2 separate regions of the Danio rerio genome follow, and region 1 is linked to region 2. Evidence: chromatin contacts called from public Hi-C data. All regions are on one chromosome and are shown on one strand. The core of a region is the stretch at or near the end of the contact, and the rest is flanking DNA. Distances in the headings are between cores, read along the strand shown. Region 1 has its middle 22 kb from the start of syt3. Region 2 holds the start of zbed4l1 (zinc finger BED-type containing 4-like 1).

Region 1 (4,127 bases), core at 791-3,290, 150 kb before region 2:
CAGAGTAATTCATTTAGCAAATGTGTTTCAGGATATACACTCAAATGTACACTACCGGTCAAAAGTTTGTTGGTCAGTAGGTTTTTTAAATGTTTTAAAATATGCTTCTCCGGCTCACCACGGCTGCTTTTATTTAATCAAAAATACAGTACAAATTTTTAAATTGTGAAAAGTTATTGCACTATAAAATTACTTTTCAAAAGTTTATTCATTCATTTTCTTTTGGCTTAGTCCCTTTATTAATCAGGGGTCGCCACAGCAGAATGAACCACCAACTTATCCAGCATATGTTTACCCAACACTGGGAAACACCCATACACATTCATTACTTCAGTCTTCAGTCACATAATCTTTCAAAAATCATGTTAATATTAATAATAATTATTATTACTACTTTTATTAATATTATTATTATTAATGTGATAGCTATAAAAGCAATAACGACTGGAGTAATAATTTAATTTAAAACTACATATAATAAGAAAACAGTTTTTTAAATTTCTTTATAAATATTTTACAATTTAATTATTTTCAAATAATAATCTTCTTTATAAAAAAAAAAGGACCCCAAACTTTTGACCGGTAGTGTGTGTTTGACAGGTCTACTATAATGTTTTGGCTACGGGTGGATGTATGGATGCGTGTAAGAAATGAATTAACAGTAATATATTCATTCACACTAAATTATCTTTTATTTGCTTCAATCATACTTTTCAATGTGACATTAATCTAAAATGAAAATAGCAAAACAATCATTCCTTCATTAATTCATTAATTTTCTTTTCGGCTTAGTCCCTTTATTAATCCACGGTCACCACAGCAGAATGAACCGCCAACTAATCCAGCACGTTTTTTATGCAGCGGATGCCCTTCCAGCCACAAGCCATCTCTGAGAAATACCACACAAACTCATTCACACTCATACACTACGGGCAATTTATCCTACCCAATTCAACTGTAGCGCATGTCTTTGGACTGTGGGGGAAACCGGAGCACATGGAGGAAATCAACGCGAATGCAGGGAGACCATGCAAACTCCACACAGAAACGCCAACTGACCCAGCCGAGGCTTGAATCAGTGACCTTCTTGCTGTGAGGCGACAGCACTACCTACTGCACCACTGCGTTGCCTAGAAAAACAATTATTAAAAATTAAATCAAGCAATTAATAAACACTACAATAATCATTCCTACAATAAAACTTTTTCACACAAATCACAAAAATTGTGTGATGCTTGTTTTAACATTATTATAAGATTTTAAAACAAAACAATTGTTTACAGATCAGAAATTCATTCATTAATTTTTCTTTTATACTTAGTCCCTTTATTATTCTGGGGTCGCTAAAGCAGAATGAACTGGCAACTTATCCAGCATGTTTTATGCAGCAGGTGCACTTCCAGCTGCAACCCACCACTAGGAAACACCCATTCACTCTCATTCACACACATACACAAAGGACAATTTAGCTCACCCAATTTACCTATAGCGCATGTCTTTAGACTTGTGGGGGAAACCGGAGCACCTGGAGGAAACCCACATGATCACAGGGAGAACATGCAAACTCCACACAGATTTGCCAACTGGCCCAGTCGTGGCTCGAACCAGCGACCTTCTTGCTGTGAAGCCACAGTGCTACCCACTGCACCACTGCACCGCACCAACAACAGAAATATAAGCTTAAAATTCAGAATGATTTAAGTCAGCACTTGCTAAAAATAGTAAATGAAATGAATACAATTAAAACACATTTGACATCTTATCTTGACCCATACTGTCATTTATAATAAAAAAATGTCATCTGTGTGACAACTAGCCCTGGCTTTTCTCATAATTAACGGTTGTCCACCCCTAGACACCCTTCATCAACTCCATCTCTGTGAGCGACCAGTCTCAGGTAGCAGCAGAGGGGGAAGGGCTAAGAGAAAGAGAGAGAAATAGCCTCCATTAGCAGAGAGCTGAAGCACCGTAGAGGTTAATCATTACTTCAGCATCACTTCTTCAGCTGAGAGCCAGATGGCTGAGTGGATCCCTCACAGAGACAGAGCAAGAGCTCAGAGCAGCACCCCCTGCTGGACTAAACCAACACAAACACACACACACACACACACACACACACAAAACACAGTTGCCAAGTCTGTTTATAATGTGCAACTTTGGTCTTCCTTTTTTGCTATGTTGCGTGAAAAAAAGTTACTTTGCTTATATAAAAAATAGGGAAATATGTTTAGAAAATATGGCGAGCAATTTAGTTCTGTTTAGTTCTGTTCGCTGTTTGTTTATGATGCACAATAGTTTAGTATAATGTAGTACAGATACTGTTAACAGGGATTTAAGAGGTGTCGTATAGGATTTAAATCAAACTTTGCTTATCAATACATACATAAAACACGTGTATATACATCTATAAATTACTCGCATATACACCTATACTACGGGATGTTCAAAACAACATGGATAAAACTTGTGTATATACATATAAACTTGACGCATGAATACACCCACATACACACGCACATACATATAAACTCGATATAAACTGTGTATATACACAAGTTTCGTCCATGTTGTTTTGAACATCCAGTAGAATAGGTGTATATGCGAGTAATTTATTGGTGTATATACACGTGTTTTATGTATGTGTTGATAAGCAGAGTTTGATTTAAATCCTATATGGCACCTCATAGGGATTGTTTTACCCAAAACAGAAATGTTACTCATTATTCACTCACCCTAAAGTGGTTATAAACCTTTATGGTTTTTTTTTTCTGTTTATAACATAAAAATATATTACAAAGAAAGCTGAAAACCTGTAATCTTTGACTTGCATAGCAGAAATGAGACTATGGAGATCAATGGTTACAGGTTTTCATCTTTCTTCAATATACTGTATCTTCTTTTGTGTCCAACAGAAGAAAGAAACTCTTAAAGGTTTGCAGTAAGTGAACAATGAGTAAATGACATCATTTTCATTTTTCTGGAAACTAACCCTTAAATACTTAATAATTGCAGTAATTGATGCTTTGTGTGAAATATAGAAGTAACTTTCTTAAAACTATCAGTGAAGTATTGAATAAAACCTGGTAGAGTTTGGTATAATTATTGTTCTTACAGTTCATCTATCAAATACTAAAAAAGCAACTGAATTAAAAGAATAATGAAATACTTTCAGCAGACCTTGAATAACCCCCAAAACTCTCAAGACTCTAAAACCCTCTCTTCCTGCTGCAATATAATAGATGTTTATTAAATATTACTGTTGAAAATACAGAGAGAAAATAATCTGGAGGAACAAACAGTGAACTCAAAAAAGATTTGTTCACAGATATGCTGATGATACTAATGCCAACTTTAAATACTAAGCGTAACGTTTTTTTTCATGATGAATAACAAAGCCAAATATATCTATCACTCAGTTTTCAGGTACAGTATATATTCAAGAGAGAGAAACACACAACTAAATATATGGATTGCTTGAAGCTAAACCTTATTATTTTAAAGGATTTGTTTTAAATTATATGGGACATATAAAGTGGTGAAGTTCTTTAATCCAATCTTTCTTTTAATTTGTTTTATTTTATTGTGAATATTTGTACACTACCTGAAAAAGTCCTGTTGCCTATCCAAGTTTTAGAAACATCAAGCAATAACTTGACTTCTAGTTGATCATTTGGCATCAGAAAGGGTTCATATGGAAGAAAAAGACCTCTAGATTGCACTTATTTTACTACAAAAAAAAAACATGATCATGCCTTGATTTTTAATTACTTAAATAGGACAGTAAGGTCTGACTTTGCTGTGACAAAAGTCTTGTCACTTAACAGGTGGCCAATCTTGGAGCACCTTGACCTTCTTTGCTGTCAGGAACTTCGATGTGGAGGCTAAAGTATGAGAAGGAGCGCTATCCTGCTGAAGAATTTGCCCTCTCCTGTGATTTGTAATGTAATGAGCAGCACATATGTCTTGAAACCTCAGGCTGTTGATGTTGTCATCCACTCTGCAGATCTCTCGCATGCCCCCAGACTGAATATAACCCCAAACCATGATTTTTCCTTCACCAAACTTGACTAAATTATGTGAGAATCTTGGGTCCATGCAGGTTCCGATAGGTCTTCTGCAGTATTTGT
Region 2 (4,676 bases), core at 757-3,256:
CATCTTGTCTGCAAGAGTAGCGAGGTCTCTGTACCGAGTGTTCACTGCAAAGTCAGTTAGGTGGGTAAGCAGATCAAAGAGGGCAGGAACCACTAGAGACATAGATGTGGTGTCACTCTGAAGAGTTTTAGTGTGTTCTGCAAAAGGCAGCAATAGGTCATGCAATGAGGAAAGCTTTTGCCACTCACTAGTAAGCAAACTGTCCCATCCCATGTCATTTGAGATTTGACAGACTGCATCTTTGACTTTGAGGAGTCGTGTGATCATGTTAAATGTGCTTGACCAGCGTGTGGGGCAGTCATTTACAACAATAACACCACATTGGTCCAATAACTTTTGTGTTGCAACTGAGGACTTGCGAAAGAGCTTCACCACAGACCTAGCTTTATCGAGAACTCTTTTGACAGTTGTTTCTTTCTGCAACATGTGGACCACCAGTTGTATGGTATGCACAACACATGGTGTCCGGTCCAATTCCATGTCGACATGACGATACCTAACAATAAAAAAAAAGAGAATCAAATAAGTCTAAACCTAATAAAGTGGCTGGTGTGCATATGTGTATACTGTATATATCTAGTGTGTGGCAGGGAGTAATAATTTGTGATGATTGACTCTCAGGAAAAAGAATAAAGTAAATATGGCTTACCGCTGGTCATCAATTTCAGAGTCACTCTCGATTGTGGACCCAGGGGAGTCGTCCTCAGAGCTGGTTTCTTCTGCTGTGGTGTTTTTAAAGGCTGCCACCATGTTACTCCCATTGTCCGTTATTACAGTCAGGATCTTCTCCTTTGGTATGGTCCACTCTTGCATGCATTTGTCCACACATGCCTTAATAGCCTGTGCAGTGTGTGGGTGACCTACTTGTTGAAGGGCCAACAATATGTGTGCAGGTTTACTTTTTTCAACACAAAAGTAGCATGCACTTATAGCAAGGAATGAGGCTGTCAATCCTTTTTTTGTCCACAAGTCAAGGCCAATGGATACTTTCCGGGCAGCAGCCAGACTCTCTCTGAACTTCTGTCTTTCATGTTCATACTGTGTTTCAATTAAATTGCTAATTTTAGTTTTCTTTGGAACTGTTAGTCTCCCATCTATCATCCCCATCATTAGCACAAAGTCCTCATCCTCAACTGTTGTGAGTGGTAAACCTGTCCGTCCAATCCATCTAGCTATGGCCTGCTCCTTGGTCTGTTGTTCCTTTGATTCAGTCTTGTACTTTGAAGACCTTAGGAAATCTGAGATGGCCTGCTGCTGTGTTGTACTAGTAGCATCACTAGCTTTATTTCCACCTGGCCCATGGTCATCAGACATCTTCTGTATCTATGAGGATATATAAATGATATACAAAGTTGAGATATTTTTTTCTTTCTTGCCATATAACACACACACACACACACACACACACACACACACACACACACACACACACACACACCTTTTGTCGAGTCATATATAACACCACAACATCTATTATAATAGTACACATATTTATATTAATTAATTCAGCGAGACAATTCGTTTAATCAATACTATTCAAAGTTAATTTCCTTTGGCTTCAATTTTATTCCAAGTTTAGCAGAATCACGGTGGTTTATCTTATAGGATAACCTTAACGTTAGCGTTTATGCTTACCTTGGTGTGGATTTCTGGATGAGCCGTCTGTAAATGTCGCTTCAAGTTGGTGGTGTTTTTCCCAGCGATTTTTACTCCACATGGTTTACAGACGCTCTTGTTGTCCTTGTTGTCATATGTGAAGTTTGACCAGATGTCAATTCTTCGTTTTCGTCCTAGACCAAGCTCTGACATTTCTGTCTGTCTGTTCATGAGACGCTGCGCTCGGACCGAGTGAACAAAACTTTAGCGTGTTGCTAACGAGAAAAGTCAACTTAAATTAACCAACGCTTTGTAACCGAGTATAATGTGTAACTAAATATAATGTATAACAAACGTCATCATAACTTGAAAACCGCGGCTTTTGTTTTGAAAATGGCTTTGCCAAGATCAACCTGCCCTCAAAAGATTCGCTCTGATTGGGTTTCCCCACAAAAGGGTAGTTCTTATTGGATCTCTTCTCCATTCGTCCCGCCCCAACATTTTCCTCTCGTTTTTATTCGTTGACTAAAGTGTCAGTTAAATTTCGTCATCGTCTTCGTCATCGTATCTGACTTTTTATTTAGTTTTTATTTAGTTTTCGTCTGTAAAAAATGTTCGTTGACGAATAATTTTCGTCATAGTCTTCGTCAACGAAATTAACACTGTATAACACATGACCAGTAATCATGCCAGTGATGAGAAAACAACAGCTGAGAAAGCATCTGATCATAGCAGTATGAATATATTTGCACAAGTTCGCAGCTCATCAGCATCATGTCAGCAGATGAGTTAATGAAAATGACACTGTTATTATTGTTACAGCAGTAACAATGCACCATTTACAGCAGAAATGCCAATATGAGACCATCATTTGAGTTTTCTTTTCTTATTTTGTCACATTGACATTACTTTTTGGCATTATTTTGAACATTGTCTAGGCTTTCATGTGTCAGAGCAGAAGAGAGGCTCTCGGGAAAATGTGTAAACATCGCATGCTTTTGATTTTCTCTGCAAAAACCTCCCAAGTCATTAACATAAAATTTATCTGGTTTTCATAGACATCCTTGAACGTCAGAGAAAGCTTTTCATGTTACAAGCTGTTCATACATTGACAATAAAAATGTATTTTTAATACATGCAACTTCTTACAAATAGCTAGACTAGTTTCTCATATACACACAGTACTCAAGCTGCGTAGAGTCCCTGAACCACTAGGAGACTACTTGCACTATAAAGGTGATATAATGACTAGGGCTGTGCAATAGATTTTTTTTTTTTGTTTCATTTTTTATTTCATATTCCAGCAAAGCTACATTCTGTTCCTACTTTTAAAGCGACTGGCTGTCCTTCCTACTGTAATCTCTAAGTAAGATGTAATGTTTTGTGACTGCAAATATTTTTCACATGCTAAAGAAACACTGTTCCACGTCTGTACAAGCTATCTGAGGACTGAAACAGTTTGGGATTTAGAGCATATTTGTCTAGACATGTCTGAACATAAAAGTTATACACTGCAAAACATGCTTCCACGCTGTTCCTTCATGTTGACCCAATTTAATTAATTAATGAATCATTTTATGAATTTAAGTCGTTTGAACATGAAACAATGGGCGACACCGTGGCTCAGTAGTCAGCACTGTCACCTCACAGCAAGAAGGTCACTGAATCTAGTCCCGGCTCGGCCAGTTGGCATTTTTGTGTGGAGTTTGCATGTTCTCCCCCTGTTCGCATGGATTTACTATGGGTGCTCTGGTTTCCCCTATACAGTCCAAAAGACATGCGCTATAGGTGAATGGATTAACTAATTTGGCCAACCCAGGCTCAGTCTGAAAATGTATCTCTATATACATTTCTAGAGAGCGCCAAATACATCCCTTTTTTTGGCAGTATTTGTTTTTTTTTAATCCACCAAAGGCCGCTGTGTACGCTTTTTGGGATCTCAAATTTCTCTTTGCGCTTGGTGTTATCATGTAAATCCACCAGTGGCTGCTGTCGAATGACTGTTTGACTGACTGACTGACTAACTGATCGACTGACCTGCCCTCCTCCTCCTTCCCTAAGCCCAACCAATAGTATTTTCAAAAGCACCGGTTGAGCTGTCCACCCACTTCCAAAAACCCAACAAACAATTTTTAAAAGCAATTTAGAAAAAGAAAAGCCCTCACGTGATTTTTACCTCGTTTAACTTGTTTATTTTATTTTTTGGATTCTGTTTTTGTCTTACTTGCTTTTTGGAAGCGTTTTTCACTGGAATCAAATCCCATCACCATGGTCAACACCTCTCTGCATCTTAAGTTCGTCGACGTACATGATGAGCTAACTGGACAATCTGGTGACAGCTGGAAAGCCATCTATACAGAGGTAAGCAGTCAGCTGGTAAGCACGAAAAGGAACGGCGTCATACTACACCATAGCATTCGTTTTAAACATGAAATGCAGCTTCATGTACTTCTGGCTACATAATTTGTGATCTCCAGAAATGTATATAGGGCTACATTTTCAGAATGAACATGTTGCAACTGGCCATAGTGTATGGGTGTTTCTCAGTAATGGGTTGCGGCTGGAAGGGCATTCACTGTGTAAAACATATGCTGGAATAGTTGGTGGTTCATTCTGCTGTGGCAAACCCTGATAATAATTGTATAGTGTCAACTGATTTTAAACAAGTAGTTTTAACAGCAAAAGTAAATTTTTGGGTGCAGATGTGTCTTAAATGAACAAGTGTGGCACTGCATTCACTGATAATCAAACAACAAATGGGAGTATCAAAAGGAAACTAGAAACCCTTTCACTGCTCCTATAGAAGAAAATCTGTGTACATTTAAAACATACTTTTCAGAAAATATTTTGATTTGATTGCTTGTTTCAATAACCGCCTAAATTGGTTTTATTAGTTGTACATTTTTGTATCATATTTGTCCTGTCATTTGCCATTTTTTAAATATATTTTAGAACTGAGTCTTTCAACACTACACTGAACCTGTTCTGAAGTAACAAATTGAGGGTTTTGTGCTCAGTGTTTTTTATTAATGCACTTACAGGAAATCTGTTGTTTAGGCACCTAGATGTTAAAGGACTAG

The links. A called contact is a pair of places that touch in the nucleus more often than the background predicts.
Region 1: a contact with region 2 is called in a Hi-C map of an unstated tissue, with 2.4 times the contacts expected there. The contact joins the enhancer-like site here to the promoter of zbed4l1 in region 2. A contact is called at or near these places in 3 of 18 Hi-C or Micro-C datasets (caudal fin, hematopoietic stem cells and an unstated tissue) and 1 of 4 datasets of contacts at active chromatin or transcription factors (embryo).

What each region holds. Positions count from the first base shown.
Region 1 is chr3:29,432,479-29,436,605 of GRCz12tu, reverse strand. No RefSeq gene overlaps it. Among named protein-coding and RNA genes, the nearest start is that of syt3, 22 kb to the right of the region's middle. Within about 2 kb of position 2,040, at least 13 of the 62 cell types and tissues checked have an H3K27ac peak or open chromatin away from gene starts, as enhancers often do.
Region 2 is chr3:29,285,714-29,290,389 of GRCz12tu, reverse strand. It overlaps zbed4l1 (zinc finger BED-type containing 4-like 1), which reads right to left and starts at 2,006. Exons shown (of 3, transcript XM_001340680.10): 1 at 1,636-2,006; 2 at 650-1,323; 3 at 1-496. The coding sequence starts at 1,827.